Regions from separate parts of the Hordeum vulgare genome. Here region 2 is linked to region 1. A link is a contact called in public Hi-C data. All regions are on one chromosome and are shown on one strand. The core of a region is the stretch at or near the end of the contact, and the rest is flanking DNA. Distances in the headings are between cores, read along the strand shown. Region 1 holds the start of LOC123426806 (auxin-responsive protein IAA15-like). Region 2 holds the start of LOC123426814 (serine/threonine protein phosphatase 2A 57 kDa regulatory subunit B' kappa isoform-like).

Region 1 (3,455 bases), core at 104-2,603:
AGGATCCGAGTTCCTTTACATATTACTACCAGATCAACAACTCAGTAAACCAAAATAATCGTTTCTCAGGCAAAGATAAACTGAAACTAAGAGCGTAAGATCACCAAACCATCCAGATTTCTGAACCTGAGATGCTATAGCACCTGATCAGTTAGCGATCCAAACCACGACCCTAATTAAGCAGTGTATATATGAACTTAAACAACAGGACATAGCTGACGAGCAACAGGAGCTGCAGCTGCATGCGGATTTTAACTGTAAAATAGCAGAAAAGGCCCAGGAAATTCACCTCCAGGGGACGTCTCCGACGAGCATCCAGTCGCCGTCCTTGTCCTCGTACGTTGGCACATATTCCGTGCCGCTCAGCGCGTCCACGAGCTTCATCTCCTCGTTACCAAGCTTGCCTGCATCCACAGTCAAATCGTCAGAACCCATGAGAGAGCAACACGTAGCTAACAACACACAGGCAAGGCATGCCGCGGCGGTGTACTCACGGACGGTTAGGTGGGAGATGAACTTGTCCTGGAGCGTGGCGAGGAGCTGGTCGTAGGAGGCAGGGCTTGTGTAGCCCGCGTAAGCCTTGAGGTCGACCTTGCGCAGGTAGGGCGCGCCGTCGACGGCCACCTTGACGAACTTGGTCTTGGACGAGGCCGCGGACGCGAGGGCGTTCTTCCGGAAGGACCGAACCGGTGGCCAGCCCACCACCTGCGCCCTGCACAGCGAGACCATGTCAGCTCAAAAAGCTTGGGCGCCAAATTTGAGACGGAAGGAGCGAGAGAAGGCAAGGCAGGCGCGCGTACTTGGGGGAAGGGGGAGAGTCGGAGGCGGCGGCGGTCGGGGAGGGGCAGTCGGGGTCGGAGGTGGAGGCGCGCTTGCGGTCGGGGTCGGAGCCGGGGAGGCGAAGGGTGAGGGCGGTGTCCTCGAAGTCGAGGCCCGAGGCGGCGGAGGACTCCGTGGAGCTCCGCTCCGTCTCCACCGACATGGCCGGCAGCTGCAGCCGCGCAGGAGGAGGAAGAGTTGGTGGTGCGGTGGGCTCGGTTTGTCGTGTGGCTCTCCGGTGGGTCGGTCACAGGCGGCGGCTCTGCGGGGTGGGGCGGGGAGGAGAGGAGGTTATAGGTGGGTGCGGTCACCGGTCTACCGGTCGTCGACGGGGGGGTTTAATTACGTGTCGGCCACTGGCGCGCTGACACCCGGAGCTACGCTCGTGAGCTTGGGTTTTACCCGCAATTTCTCGTCGCCATGCCGCTTCCCGCTGATATTTGCGCACAGGTCCAACACAGATCAGCTTTGCTCCATCCCGCCGGGTCGCGGAGGGCCCTAACGTAAATTCGCACCTCCTCCTTGGATTTTTCCCAACGCAATCCCCATTCCAAAGGGGATAGTATTTATTTATACTGCATTAAATCGGGTCATCATCGTCCTTGTCCATCCAGCGGTGGGGTGGTGCAGCATTAACGTTCGTGCCGCCCGTTTTTCCATGCGTGGGCCCGGGCTGCCGGTTGGCCACCCTGCAGGTCCACTCGGGCCCGCTGCGCCGCCCGATCCCGATCCGACGGCCGTAGCCGGCCCGGCAAAGGCGTGTACCAGCGGCGAAAGCGTACGGGAGGGGGGGACAAGGCGATAAAGCCGGGAGCACGTGGGTGTCGCCGGGCTGTCGGCGACGTGTCCCCCACCCGCCCGGTTTTACCTAATTAAATTCCAGCATCTCGCCTTTGCTTTCGCTTTCCATTCGGGCCTGCCGGAATCGAATCGGCTTCCTCTGCCCTCGCCCGCACGCTTTGCGCGAGAGCGACGCCGGCCCTCCACCCTCCGCCTCCAGCTGCTCTTGCTGCCTGCTGCTGCTAGTACCAACCTCGACTCATCTCTTGCTTTTCTCTTTTACCTATGGGACCCAGTGCTTTGGACTTGTCTGTAGTACTTTTCTTTTTTTGCGGAACAATACTCGTCAGTGGTGAGATTTATCTAATTCTGTCAATTTAGCGGTACTAGCGATAGTGAAGCTAATGGAGTACTTGACAACAATCTACTATCTCTTTTCTTTTCACGCGCAAAAAAAAAAAATCTACTCTCTCTTTTTGTCAGACAAAAAAACGCTATCTACCCCGTACTAAACTAGCCGCTGTACGGAGAATCGAAGTTTGGAATGAAGTGACACGCATGTGATACCATCAAGATCAAGCCATATTATAGGCAATAAGGTGCATGCACGTAAAAGCCACAGGGAATGCCGTTTAGGCGCTCAAATGCAGCACCCCGACATATTTGCACGCATCACATGCCGCACGACGGTGATCGGAGTACAAGGCCGAGAGCGGCTATCGTATCGAAGCGCCTCCATCCTGTGCACCGGAAAAGAAAAAGCAACGTCTTTTTTTCCCTTTCCCTTCCTGTGTCTCTGGGGACGAGTAGCGCTGGTCACCTTGTCCGCTAGACGCCGCATGGCCGGCCGGTGCAGGGCGAGTGGTGTTCGTCCAGCCAGGTTCAGGTTCCTGGCATTGCTTGTCTGCTTCCTCTCAAAGCCAACACAGCAATGCAACAGCAAGACCACTCGAGTGGCCTCCTCCTGACACAAAGCGCAAGCTGCACCTTCGGCTAGCTATACCACTTTCGCTTTATGTATGTGGTGCTAGTACGAAACAAGAATGCTGGGGGCGGAAGGAAACCCACGAGATCACTCTATTTTGGCTCCACAATAATCACTTTTAGCAGAAATCAATCGAGTGTTTAATTGAGCATTAGCAATTCCTTATTTAATAATCAATCAAACAGCAGCCATCTACAACGCATTAGCATGATCACTTTTACTCCGTTCGATTCAACGGCCGCAGCTAGCTGGACAAGGCCTGACGGGTCTCCGGGCTAGGTAGGCTTTCCGTTGTGCACGGAAGCGGCCTACACCACCAACTTGTTGCCTACAGTTGTGTACGTACGACTTGCACTGCCGCGCATCCGCATCGTCTGCGTCGGGCGGATCGGCTGCAGCAGAGCATGATGCCAAGATTTCCCGCGTGATGGGGAAGGAAGGAAAGGAGACAAGTGCATGCAAGACCGTCCACAGCTGGGGGATCCCTGTCCTGTCTGGTTCAACCACGGCAAGAACCCAAAACCCAACACACAAAGTGTGCACACATGACGAATTCACTGTTTTGATTTATTTTTTATGAGGTTAGGAGGGATCTCAGGCCCTAACATGATTGTTTTGAGGCCCGCTTCGGTACATCCCTCACAAAACGTAGAATGATAGGAAGGTCATTTCCTTTAAACGTATTCGCTACAGTATATACGTATGCCGTCACGTCGGCCCGCCCCACCCTGCCTCGCCACGTCGGCCCGCCCCACCCTGCCTCGCCACGTCGGCACCGCTGACGTGGAAAACCATCGCCTCGTCACGTCGCACCCCACGCCCTGACCCAGTTGACTCGTCGTGCATGCTAGGCCAGCCCGTCGCTTGACCT
Region 2 (3,690 bases), core at 782-3,281, 430 kb before region 1:
ACAGGAATAAGGCTCTTTCAGCAACCTGTAAGCAGGAACAATATTCTTAGCTTCTAGGCTAGGAGTGTTCGAATTGTAGAATAAATCATGTCACAAACAAAAACAACAGGTTTCTCCATTCATCAGCACATGGCGCATAGAAGTGTTCCACATCTATAAAGTTTTGTGTAGGCATACAAAGAAAAAATCTCCAACAAACAACATAAGGAGAAAGGAAAGAATGTAATTTGCATTGGTGTGATTACTCAGCATTAGCCCTTGTGGCCAATTAAATAGCAGCTACATCCAAATGTGAAGAATCTCTGAAGGGAATTCTTTGAGCAAAGTATAATTTGAAAATGAATACAACAGCACATATCTGGGTGGTAAATGTGATGCTGGTTCGAAATACAAAGACGGCCCACAAGAATGCAAGAGATTTTCAATTGAAATAACTGCCTCAAGTCCTGAACTAAATGAGTGTTCTGACAACCAACAATGAGAGCTATAAGCTAGTAAAGAAACTTAATGAAACAACAAACACTGGCAATAGGATATTACAGGTCGATATCCTGGGACAAAATTTCACCTGAAAATGAGAGCTATTCAAGCAGTGTGCAACCCTCCGAAACAATGGGACCATGCACTTCTGGAACTCAGGCATTTCTGTCAATTCCAGCACCTCCTCCAACTCCCCCAAGAACATCATCTCCTTCTGACTGTTCGTCACTGGCCAGTACTTCAACAGGCCTCTGATCACAGTCCCTGAGAGCTTTGGTTCCTTGTCAATAAACTGTGTAATGCAGTATGTCAACTGTGGCAGATACATGCCCACTGTCTTCGGTTTATGAAGAGGAATCAATGCCTTCCACAGAAATAATTTATGCTCCTCCTTCAATGGTTTCGCAAACCCACTAATCACACTCCCAAACACCTCCAAGAGTTCGCCAATCCCATTGTGACGATCAGCATCGGATACAAACCTATAGAAGATATTGCTCACAGCCTTGCGGATGAAGGGCCGATTACCCATGAATTTTCCATATATCCTATGCAATACTGTCTTCAAGCAATCTCTTTCTCTAGGATCATCAGAATCTAACAAATCAAGCAGCCTAGAGATGAACGAATTGTCCAAGTACTTGCGAGCCACCTTCACATCAACTACCGGAGAGGTGACGAACCGGAGGAGCAGCTCGTACACGACCTGTAAGTGGTACCATGAGGGGTCAAAGAATGGATCGTCCTCGTCAGCCTCGGCAGCTGCCCCCGTGCCTGGCCGGACCTTGGGCGGGAAGACCCTGAACAGGTTGATGGCGAACATACGCACACAGGCCGAAACCATCGCCTCCGTGAGGGGCTCCTCCGCCGTGCCGAGGCAGTCGACGAGAGACATGAGCACCTGCCGCTTTCGCTCCCTCTCCGGAGAGTCTCGGCCCCGGTCGTTGGAGAAGTCGAACAACACGCAGCAGACGTTGAGCTTCCGGAGGAACACGTCCTCCCTTGTCTCTCCCTCCGCTCCGGCGATAGCCGCGAGTGGAGGAGACGCCCGCATAGAGTCCCACTGCCTCCCATTCACGTCATACGACGTTGGGGACTTGGGCGGTGGAGATCCCCAGCCCCCGCCTCCGCCGGATTTCGGCGACTTCCCCGAGAGCTTACCAAGGAACTGCTTCCACATGGCCGCAGCAAACAGTCCGTAGCGCCGACCCCCCTCGCGTCAGACACCCATTTCAAGGAACCATGAACGGACCAGGGAGAAGTAAACCCACTACCCGCCACCGACCCAGGACACGCAGAGGCAAAGCAAATCTTGCAACGCAACGAACCGGGTTGGCCGCCGCGACCCGTGCAGCTGTCGGGGCGCCGGCCACAGATCCCGCAATGGCTGTGAGGGGGGATTAGATCCGAGAGCGGGACGCCGAGGCCTCCGCCATGGATGAGATCTCGGAGGCGGAGGGGGGCAGAAAGCGCAGAGCCTTTGGCGTTTTGGGTGGAATCGCAGTGGGAACCGAGCGGGGGGAGAAGAGCTGCAGTTTACAGCTGTTTGCGGGGAACGATGGCCACCGGAAGAAGGAAGGGGTGGCCGGATGCATCTCGGCCGTTCGTTTGAGATTGGATTCCCACGTATCGCCCGATGGAAGGTTTCGAGGTTTCCTGTGGTCTCAAAAGAAAATGTGAGCCCTTCTTTGATTCGCAGAATTCCCAGTAAGGAAAGTCTATATTAATATAATAAAGATATCAATTACATTTACCTTTTGTATCAACAAAATATTTAAAAACATCTAGAATACACACAGTCAAAAAAAAAAACAAAAAAAAAACGGTTAAGGTGATCAATCACTAGCATCAGCAGCACTCTAACAACCGTTGAAGATAATATCCGAATTACAAAAGTGGTTCTAGAAAAGCAACGTCTTTAAGAAAGAAGCAATGCACACGCATTGTTGTTGTCTGATCAAAGATATTGGATTTTCATCGTGAAGAAAGTCTGAATTCACCCAAAAAACAATTCCTTCAAAAAGGTCATTGTGAGATGCAACCAATAAAAGTCACACTTAGAGGGTGTTTGTTTCCAGGGACTTAAAAAAGTCCCTATAAGTCCAACCTAAACCAAACACAAGGGACTTATTGGGACTTATTGTGGTGATTTGGGACTTATCAAATAAAGACTCTCACCGAGGAGCTTATTGGGACTTATCCCGGGCCGGACCTACCCCGCGTCGCTCCAGGCTCGTTCCCCGCACTTCGCCCCGCCTCTCGGTCCAATCGCCGCCGCCGCCCCGCCTCTCGCCCCGTCGCCGCCCCACCTATCGCTCCGGTCGTCGCCCCGCCTCGGTTCGTTCTGCCTCGGTTCGCCGCCCCGTCGCCGCCCCGCCTCGGTTTGTTCTGCCTCGGTTCATTGCAGCGGTGCCTCCAATCGCCGGACAGGCCCTCTCCCGAGCCTCGTTGCAGCGGTGCTTATCCTGTGTGTCGTACGCGTTGGCTGATGACGATCCATGTGAACAAGTGTATTATTAGGTGCAACATGGACTTATAAGTCCGTGTAAACAAACAGGTAGGGACTCGGGACTTATAAGTCCCTGTAAACAAACAGGTAGGGACTTATGACTTATAAGTTGAGACTTAAAAAAGTCCTAGGACTTATGAAACAAGCAGGGCCTTAGGTCTTCACCCCTCGTAATCAAGACTCGGTATTCGAGGAGGAGCATAAAAAATGTAGTCCTCCAATGTCGTCGCCCCCACTTGACGAGGCAACCATTGCAAGTCACCAAACACCCGACACATAGTCTTCACACCATCTAATGCACCCTCCCACCAAGGCTATAAGACCTCTAATTGCAGCGGCCATAACTTTCTCCACCTCCATCAAAACCTTAAAAATTTTGACTTAGACATGTCCCATGACACCGACAAGAAAGTGAAGCTTCGCACGCGTCCGCTTGAATCCGTAGTGGTTGATAATATGGACACATGCGATCGGATTCTTTCCCATCCAGATATCTAGGAGTGTCATGCGGAATCTGTGTAGATCCATGACGTAGATGTCCAGAACACATGCCACAACCAGATTAAGGAGACCGATATCAGGTAAAATGGTGACTTGACGCATGAAGAGCTAGGGTCAAACCACAATTATTTTGTCCAAGCTAGTAGCCCCTCATCGCTAGCCGACTCCCTCATGCCTTTTTTTTATTAAGCCACCCCTAG

The links. Hi-C and Micro-C count contacts between places; a contact is called where the count stands out from the background.
Region 2: a Hi-C map of seedling shows a contact between it and region 1, with 4 times the contacts expected there. The contact joins the promoter of LOC123426814 here to the promoter of LOC123426806 in region 1. A contact is called at or near these places in 3 of 6 Hi-C or Micro-C datasets (leaf and seedling) and 1 of 1 datasets of contacts at active chromatin or transcription factors (embryo).

The regions. Positions count from the first base shown.
Region 1 is chr1H:120,797,866-120,801,320 of MorexV3_pseudomolecules_assembly, reverse strand. LOC123426806 (auxin-responsive protein IAA15-like) reads right to left here and starts at 1,353. Exons shown (of 5, transcript XM_045110705.1): 1 at 801-1,353; 2 at 495-712; 3 at 290-404. The coding sequence starts at 982.
Region 2 is chr1H:121,227,459-121,231,148 of MorexV3_pseudomolecules_assembly, reverse strand. LOC123426814 (serine/threonine protein phosphatase 2A 57 kDa regulatory subunit B' kappa isoform-like) reads right to left here and starts at 2,031. Exons shown (of 2, transcript XM_045110717.1): 1 at 569-2,031; 2 at 1-25. The coding sequence starts at 1,660.